Regions from separate parts of the Gossypium raimondii genome. Here region 1 is linked to region 2. Evidence: chromatin contacts called from public Hi-C data. All regions are on one chromosome and are shown on one strand. Each heading gives the region's core, a stretch centred on a gene start, on an enhancer-like site or on the middle of the called end of the contact. The rest is flanking DNA. Distances are from core to core; before and after follow the strand shown.

Evidence for each region. Hi-C and Micro-C count contacts between places; a contact is called where the count stands out from the background.
Region 1: a contact with region 2 is called in a Hi-C map of leaf, with 2.2 times the contacts expected there. The contact joins the promoter of LOC105803941 here to the promoter of LOC128034806 in region 2. A contact is called at or near these places in 2 of 2 Hi-C or Micro-C datasets (both in leaf).

The regions. Positions count from the first base shown.
Region 1 is chr11:39,410,180-39,414,953 of ASM2569854v1, forward strand. LOC105803941 (floral homeotic protein APETALA 2) reads left to right here and starts at 3,445. Exons shown (of 10, transcript XM_052624161.1): 1 at 3,445-4,426; 2 at 4,547-4,572; 3 at 4,696-4,726. The coding sequence starts at 3,897.
Region 2 is chr11:39,215,148-39,219,471 of ASM2569854v1, forward strand. It overlaps LOC128034806, which reads right to left and starts at 2,261. Exons shown (of 4, transcript XM_052623646.1): 1 at 2,067-2,261; 2 at 1,755-1,961; 3 at 1,137-1,661; 4 at 1-877. The coding sequence starts at 2,261.

The DNA.
Region 1 (4,774 bases), core at 2,195-4,694, 200 kb after region 2:
AAATGTGGAAGTTTGGATGTGTACAGGGCAAGTAATTAAAACATGTGATCATATATAGGTACAAAATGAAATATAGATAATTACAGGGATGATATTGAAATATGTGAAATTAATGCCTAAGTGAACTTTGTAAAAGGTTAGGATACGTTTGGCATGTCAATAGGGTCTTGTGCGTGCCTGTACGGGGATTGTCACAAACTTTAACGAGATCCATATTTGTTGCGGGTTCTCAGGTATTATATGACATAGGTTTAGCTCGGACTAGTAACCTAATGTGTCGTGATATAGGTTTATCTTAGACAGCTAACATGATTCATATATATATATTCAGAATGGATGAATAACTTACTGTGGTGTAGTTAACCCGTGTATTCAAGTCTATTTTACTATGGTTCACTAGGAGAAACATTATAAATGAAATTGGAAATTTGAAAAGAGGATGAAATGGAATTAGTAATCAAATTGAATTGTCATTAAATGGATTTGATTGTAATTGGATGCATTTATATAATTGATAAAGAAGAAAGGTATTTGTGAATTGTGAATTGTGTTAGTAATCATGTATGCTTGATATGAAATTGTGAATTGTGGATTGAGAATGTTATTGTAATGAATATGAAAAGTATTGTAAATTGATATGCTTAAGTCACGTGTACTATTGATGATCATAGACAGTGTTATAAACTTATATTTGTGTTGTTTGAATGCCTTGTACTAGACAACAATATACCAAATTAAGGTTACATTTGTACTTGCATAATATTAAGGTAAGTATAGTATCTTTCATTTGAACTTACTAAGCATTCTTAATGCTTAACTTAGCTGTTTCCTCTACCTTGTAGATCGTCACCTTATGAAACTCCCGAGTCGGATCGCAGAGAAATTCACACTATCATCAAATCGATAGAGTTATTCTTATTTTTTGTTAAAGTGTTATGGCATGTATATAGGACCAATATGTCACTTAAATTGTGAACATGATGTATGTATCAAGAAAATGGTTTTGGTAATGTTTGTGTTTGCACTTTCTAGTTTGCCATGTGACAAAGTTGATGCTTGATTTTGGATGTTAAGTTAATAAATGACTTAGATGATGCATGTTTAGCTATGTTTGATGTTATTAAAGAGGGTGATCATGAATTTGCATGAATTGCTAAGTTAAGGGTTGAAAAGTAATGTAGTTAAGGTATAATAAGTTGATATATAAGCTAGAATTGGTATGTTTAGGTGTAAAGGTGAGTTGGAACTCATTAGATGATTTTGTCATAATTGACATAATCAATGCTTGATTGAAATGGCTATGTGATCTTATTGATATGAAATGGTGTAAAATTGAGATATTTTTTTTATTGTAAAAAGGATGTATGAATCATTTAGGTTATGTTATAGATTATTAAATTGGAACCAAATGATATTTTTTCCAAAAACAGGGGCCTCGTCATGACTACTAACTTTGAACATCACAACGTAGGTCGAAAGTGAGTGACGTCGCGATGTCGATATGCATGAAGTCGCGATGTGACTTATTGAGTTGGCAATGTCACAACGTGGAGATTGTGAAGTCACAATGTTGATCCAAGAAGTTCAAAATCTTACAATTTAGTCCTAATTCATGCTTGGGTTAACAAAAGAGCTTTTGTAAGCTCGTATGGGACCTAGAAATGATTGTGACACATGTTTATAATATGGATAACACTTGTTTGCTTATGTGATTGGTTGAATGTTGTAAAAAAATTTTAAGTTACTCTAGCAACGAATATAGCATCCTACAACTCGAACTCAACGATCAGGTCGGGTGAGGGGTGTTACAATAATACTTGACTGAGGACATTTAAGAATGATTACATCATTCTTTGGATATTATCATTATACAGTTTATTTAACCACATAAATAAGTACTGAAAACAATAATGGAAATACCTTTATTAATAAATTATGTAAAAATATGTTATTACAATCATCACATGATTGATCTTTGGGCACACTCCAACACTAATGACTTATTAAAAGGTCATTCATCCTTCTTTATTTGGTGCATTGAGTGAGGACAAATATGTTTTTTTAGGAACCTTTCTTTGAGTACAAAATCATATGTTTATTGAGTTATTATTTTGTAGCTTAGTTTGTTCTAAGTAGGAATAACATGTTTAGTGAGAGAATTCACTTTAAATGTACGAGATTAAAGGTACAATAATTTTAGAATTGGTTGAGCTTGAATTAGTATTTTGCTTAAGACTTATTTCATGGATTCATCTCTGAATAAGGTATTACCAATATACATAAACATCTTCGCTTTTGAAATATTTTTGTAAAGTAACAATGATAAAGTTATAGTAGCATTAGCAAAAGTACTTAATCTTCCGATGCTTTATACCAAAAGATATGATATTGCTAGGCCTTTATCTTATTATAATGGTTTGAATCACTCTTATTAAATTATTTCAATCCATTGGTTGAAAAATTTTGAAATGCATTTTATAGAAAATTAATAATAAATCATTAAAAGTATTAATTCTAACTATCAAAAATCAAAATGCGACAATTTTATTAAAATAGAAGGTAAGAAGTTGTCTCCAAAAAATGATTGAAAATGATATTTACCGATGTTGAATCAAATAAAAATATTGGTGAAATATCGACATACTAATAAATCTCAAGCAAAGGATGCGACCATGTTTGCATCAAAATTTCACTCTCTTCCATTAGTCATTAACCCTAGCGAAAGCATTTTTCACTTCCATTTGTAAGTAAAGGACAAGCGTTGGTAAAAACAGAAAAAGAAAAGAGAAGCGGAGGGGAAGGGGAAGGGGAAGTAGAAGAGACGCGCGAAAGGTAAGCGAGTGAAGAAGGAGAAAAGGGTAAAAAGAAAATAGGAGGGGCAATCCATTGGTGAGATAATGGAAGGAAAGAGGGAAAGATGGGCCTCTTCCCGTACTCTTGGATGGGACTTTTCTGGAAAGTTTTTCCTTTTCCTAACATTATTCTCATTTCCTTTTATGTTTCCAAACGCTCCTTCCTTTTCTTCTACTTCACCTTTTTTTTTTTTTTTAATTTTAACTTGCCCTTTTTCTTTTTAACCATTCTTATATATATTTTTACGGTAAAAGTAAAACTAGATTTGTCAAAGCATATGGAACTATTTGACTAATCCGGTTGCTATTCCTCTGTTCTGAATATAACAACATATTTAGACTTTGCTTTTGTTTTATGCTAATTTCTAAATTTAAATAAAACCAACGAAATTTACCTTTTGTAGGTTTAAACCAAAGAATTTAAAATTTCACAACTTCTTCTTCTACTCTAATCACCAAATTTCATTGATTTTTCAATATTGGTTTTTAAAAACAGAGCCTGAAAAGAAAAATTGAACTTATTTAGAAACAAAAACAAATTTCTTTCATTCATTCATTTATCAGAGAAAGTAAAAGTACAAAAAAAGAAAAACAAAAGCTAAGAGAGAGAAGAAAAAAAATAAAAGAAAACTACTAATAAAGGAGATTGTGGATGCTTAGCTCAAACTGGCCTCGTCTATGCTGTATTGGGCAGTCAGGTTTATAGAAGATATTCTAACTTAAGCTAACCTCTCCTCTCCCTTGCCTTCCTAGCTATACTACCTTTTAGCTAACTCACAACTCTCCTAGGTTTTCTTTTTCTTTTATTACTCATTTATTTGTTCCACCTTTATATATAAAGAGAAAAAGAGATAAAAGAGACAGTTTTAGCTCTCTCTCTCTGTCTCTCTCTCTCTGAGTTCTCTGGTTTTTTTCTTCTTCTTTTTGATTACTTCTAAGAGAAGATGGTGATCGTGAATTTTTAAGTTGTTCTCTTTTGAAGGATACATATTAAGTTTCATCAAGATTATAAGTAGGGGAAGTTGTGAAAAGAGAGGCGGGAAAATGTGGGATCTTAATGACTCTCCTTATCAGCAACCTAGAGACGATGAATCCGAGGGGTGTTCATCACAGAAAACTTCTGTAGATGGAGATGAAGATAAGGGTAAACGGGTCGGATCCGTTTCGAATTCAAGCTCGTCAGCTGTGGTGGTGGAGGATGGATCGGAAGAAGAAGAGGGAGAGAGGGTTAAAGCAGCTTTAAAGAAGCGAAGCAACAAGATGATTTTTGGGTTCCCGGTGCCTGGTGAAGAAGTTTTCACGGAGAACAGTGATCCGGCTCCAGTGACCCGTCAGTTTTTCCCGCTGGATCAAGACCCGGAAATGGGCGCCAACTGTGTCGGAAGTGGACCAGGGTTCCCTCGTGCTCACTGGGTTGGTGTCAAATTCTGTCAATCGGAGCCACTCCCCCATGCTAAATCTGTTGAAGTTTCTCAGCCCATGAAGAAAAGCAGGAGAGGACCCAGGTCAAGAAGCTCTCAATATAGAGGAGTTACCTTTTATAGAAGAACTGGCAGATGGGAGTCTCATATCTGGTTTGTTAATTTCTGTTTATTTTTTTTCTAACAAAGCTTTGAATTTTCTTGTTTTTTTTCCCTCGAGCCAATCAGAATTTAAGCCTTTTTTTTTCTTTGGGTTTGTCATTTAACGTACAGGGATTGTGGAAAGCAAGTTTACTTAGGTATGGCTATTTTTTCTTTTTTTTAAAAATACATTTTGAGACAGATTTTGTTTTTGCAATTTAATGTTTTGTGAGTTAGATAAGTTGGGTCTTTTTCTTCTCATCGGCTTTGATTATATATAGGTGGATTCGACACAGCACATGCAGCTGCTCGGTAAGTCCTCAAGTTTTAACCTTTTTTTTCTGTTTTTCAAAGCAAAAA
Region 2 (4,324 bases), core at 1,011-3,510:
CCCAACACCAGAACTTTTCTTCATCAAAAATCACATCCCGACCGATGACAATTTTCTTAGTGCTAGGATTATACAACTTGAATGCTTTAGAACACTTACTAACACCAAGAAATATGCATTTTTCTCCTTTGTCTTCTAACTTCGTTCTTTTTTTATCAAGGACATGTGCATAAGCAATACACCCAAAGATTCTGAAATGACTGACATCGGGTCTTCTTCCGCTCCATGCTTCTTCTGGTGTCATATTCCGAACAGTAAAAGTTGGACTCCGATTCAAAATGTGAATGCTCCAGTTGACGGCTTCTGGCCAAAACGTCTTAGGAACTTTGCTTTGCTGCAATAAACTTCGCACCATGTTAAAAATGGTTCGATTCTTTCTTTCGGATACACCGTTCTGTTTAGGTGTATAAGCTGCTGTCAATTGTCTTTTAATTCCATGCTCTTCACAAAATTGGTTGAATTCATGTGAATTATATTCTTCTCCACGATCAGTCCGCAACACTTGTATAGAATGACCTGCTTCTTTTTCCGCAAATGCTTTATATCTTTTAAAAGCAATTAAAGCTTCAGATTTTTCCTGTAAAAAATCAACCCATGTTTTTCTACTCATATCATCTATAAAGGTGATAAGATAGCGTTTACCTCCATTAGAAATGGGATTAATTGGCCCACAGATATCAGAGTGCACTATCTCCAAAAGGCTTTTTGCTCTTTCAATCTTTCCTTTTGGAAATGGTTCTCGATGTTGCTTACTGAGCACACATTCCTCGTATACATATGCAAGACAAGAAAATTGTGGGAGACCAGCTACCATGTTTTTCCGCTGAAGCGTTTGTAAGCCTCCAAAATCGAGATGACCGTAACGAAAATGCCATAGCTGCATTGGATCTAATAAGTTTGCTGCAAAACATAACTGACTAAAAGGATTGAGGTAGATCGAAAACATCCGATTTGTTGTCATTGCAACTTGAGCATCCTGATTTTCTATCTTGAACTCGATACATCCCATTTTTAATTTTGATCTCGTAACCACTCTCTTGCAACTGACCAATACTTAACAAATTGGTCTTTAAATCTAGGACATAAAGAATATTAGAAATGATTTGAGTAACATTCCTTTTATTTAGAATAGTTACCTGCCCTTTACCCATCACAGAGATCTTCATATCATTGCCAAACTTCACATTATCTCTGAATGATTCATCAAGAGTTGAAAAAATTGACTTATCTCCACTCATGTGATTACTGCATCCGGTGTCTAAATACCACAAATGCTTGTTGGTAGGTTCTTTTGCATGACATACCATCAACAATGATATCTCTTCATCTTGCTCACCTTCTTTTCCAATAAAATTGGGTTCTTCCCCATGTGTATCTAAGAAAGTGGTCCAGCATTCTGATTTGTAGTGACCATACTTGTGACAACGATAGCACTCAACATTTGATTTGTCTGCTGACTGTGTTCGGTAACCGCCATGTCTTCTCCCTCTTTCCTGAGATTGGTTTCCTGAATTCTGTCGATAACCATAGTTTCCTCTACCACGACCTCTGCTACGACCTCTGCCTCGACTTTTGTCATTGTGGCCATTCGATCTGCGTCCTCCATTGCGTTTAACCAAATGATCTGATGAAACTTTTAATGCTAACTCTGCATTATCTTGCTACTGCAATTTTCTTTCATGAACCAGTAAAGAACCTTGCAATTCATCAATGGATAAAAAATCAATATCTTCTGATTCCTCAATGGAACATACCACGTAATTGAAATTTGGTGTCAATGAGCGAAGAATTTTTTCGACTACAACCACATCCTCTAATTTCTCTCCAAATGTTCTCATCTTGCTGATGATAACCATCGTTCTTGAGAAAAAATCAGAAATGGTCTCCCCAAATTGCATCCGATGAAGTTCAAACTCTGAGCGAAGTGCCTGAAGCTGCTGCCTCCTTGCTCTAGTTGATCCCTGGAATTTCTTTTTCATCGAATCCCAAATATCCTTTGACGTATCTTTGCAAAGGATGGTCTCCAAGGTTGAACGATCAATTGCTTAAAAAAGACAATTCTTTGCCTTAAGATCTTTCAATTTCAAAGCGTTAATTTCTAGTCGATGTGCATCCATTGTTGCTGCCAACTCCGGAATTCCAATAGAGACAACTTGCCAATACTCCTTGGATCGGAGAAAATTTTCCATCAACATACTCCAATAATCGTAGTGACCATCGAAGCGAGAAATTGGTGGTTGCACAAAACTATCGGAGGCCATTTCTGTTGAATAAAGGAGGGGAAAAACTATTGTTTATCGTTAATAAACCTGGCTCTGATACCACTGTTGTGTGAGCAGTAGATCAAAGAAAATAATCTTGAGAAGAAAAATTCTATGTTATTCAGGAAGCAAATAGCCTCTTTAAATAGGCTATACAATTACCGTAAAAAGCAAAACGAACTCCTAAAAATAATGGGAATCATAACAACTTATTAAAAACAACTATTGCCTATAGACCAGGACTATTAAAAAAGTCGAACAGGTGCGTCGGCGTCGGACAGAACCATATAAGATAAAGATGGAGATGGTGGTGGCTAGTAGCTTGGTGGACGTGGAATAGGTGTGGCCATATCGCTTTTGCCTCTGGTAGTGGGTGCCGTCGTCGAGGAAGGGACGAGGGGCAGAAATTATTCATTTGAATTTTATAAATTATATTTAGGTATAAATTGATTGAAAACTTTTAGGCATGTCCAAACACCTCCATTGCTCCCTCGTAATTGGTGGTTTAGGCTTAATTCAAGAGACAGGTTATTGTAAGTTGTGTGGTATGATTATATTTTCCGCCAACCTCCACTTTTCCTATGCAACTAAATTTGGTATGAACAAGAGTCTTGTTCTTATTGGGGTTGGATGCTCGTTTCACTAAACACAAATCCAATTTCTTACTTCTAACATTGGATATTGTAAATCCAGAATATCTTTCAATTTAATTATAATGCAGATAAACAACAAAGCTCCCAAACCGAGTGTGAAGACCCTAATGTCTGTTTCAATTAATCCAAGAGCAACATAGCAATTATGGCATCACCACCAGCCTTTTTCAATTTTCCTGATTGACAGCTTAACCATCATTTTTGTTTTGAATTTTATTTTTGATGTTTGCAGTTAGAGAAAGGGTAAAAATATTTACACTTAATTTGATAAGTACTCGGACTTAATTTGTTGGCAGTCCTATTCCCTAGTTAAGTAAGAACAATAATTTTTAATTAAGAGGAATTGGGCTCAATCTAATTTTGGGTGTGTGCCTACGCCAACCTTTAACTTAATAGCTTAGCATAAGGGAGAAATTGAGCCCAAGTTGTACCCTTCTACAGCTACTCTTCTTCATCAGGACCATCTTATATTTTTTAATAATATAAATATTAATTCCATCAAATGCGAGATTTATACGAGGAATTTTATTAGGATTAAATTTTTCAAAATCCTTTATTTATTTAAGAAAATGTATTGAAGAATTTTAAAATTTGTGAATAGTTTCAATAGAGATTTTAACAGCTCAAATTTCTTTCTTAAAAGAAGTGGTTTTTCAAAAGTCATCGTAATTTTAATTTTTTAATACAAATGGTTCCACTATAAGATAAAAAACTTAAACTTCAAAAATAATTTTTATTTAATTATAATATATAATTTTTAAAACTTATTTTATTAAAATTATTTATAATTTTACTAATATAATGATATCCATATTAATTATTATTTTTAATTCGTAATATTCCAATAAATTATTATCCAAACAAAATGCAAAGAGTTAATGAACATTTTAAAATTATCAAAATTTTTCATCCAAAACACAATCTAAAAGGAAACCCTCTAATTCTGCAAACTGGGGTGCTTAACCAGAAGCTAAATTTTAGAGGTGAAGCTCAGAGGCGCAAAGTAATGTTGAAAAAGATTAAATCAAATATACTGAAACAAATGGTTAAAGTTTAGTGCTGATTTTTCAAGATTTAATGTCTGCTTATTATATCCCTCCTTCAATTATAACATTACAAAAAAAAAACTAATAATAATTCAAGACGAAAGAAAAATTTGAAATCTTCTTTACTCTTCATTCATAAGGACCCTGCGACAACGGTCCAAGGCAACCAAAAAACAAATAAACAAGGCCTCGGCCCACCACAGAACAATCCCACATAATAAAAACCACCAAAATCGATTCATCTTTCTTATGAACGCATTTGCCAACTGTGATGTTCAACAATTTCTGTCTATTCCGGTTATCATGCTTAGGTCGAGTGATTTTAAGTGTCAAAGATGTGGAGCACCTTCAGATAAAAGGGACA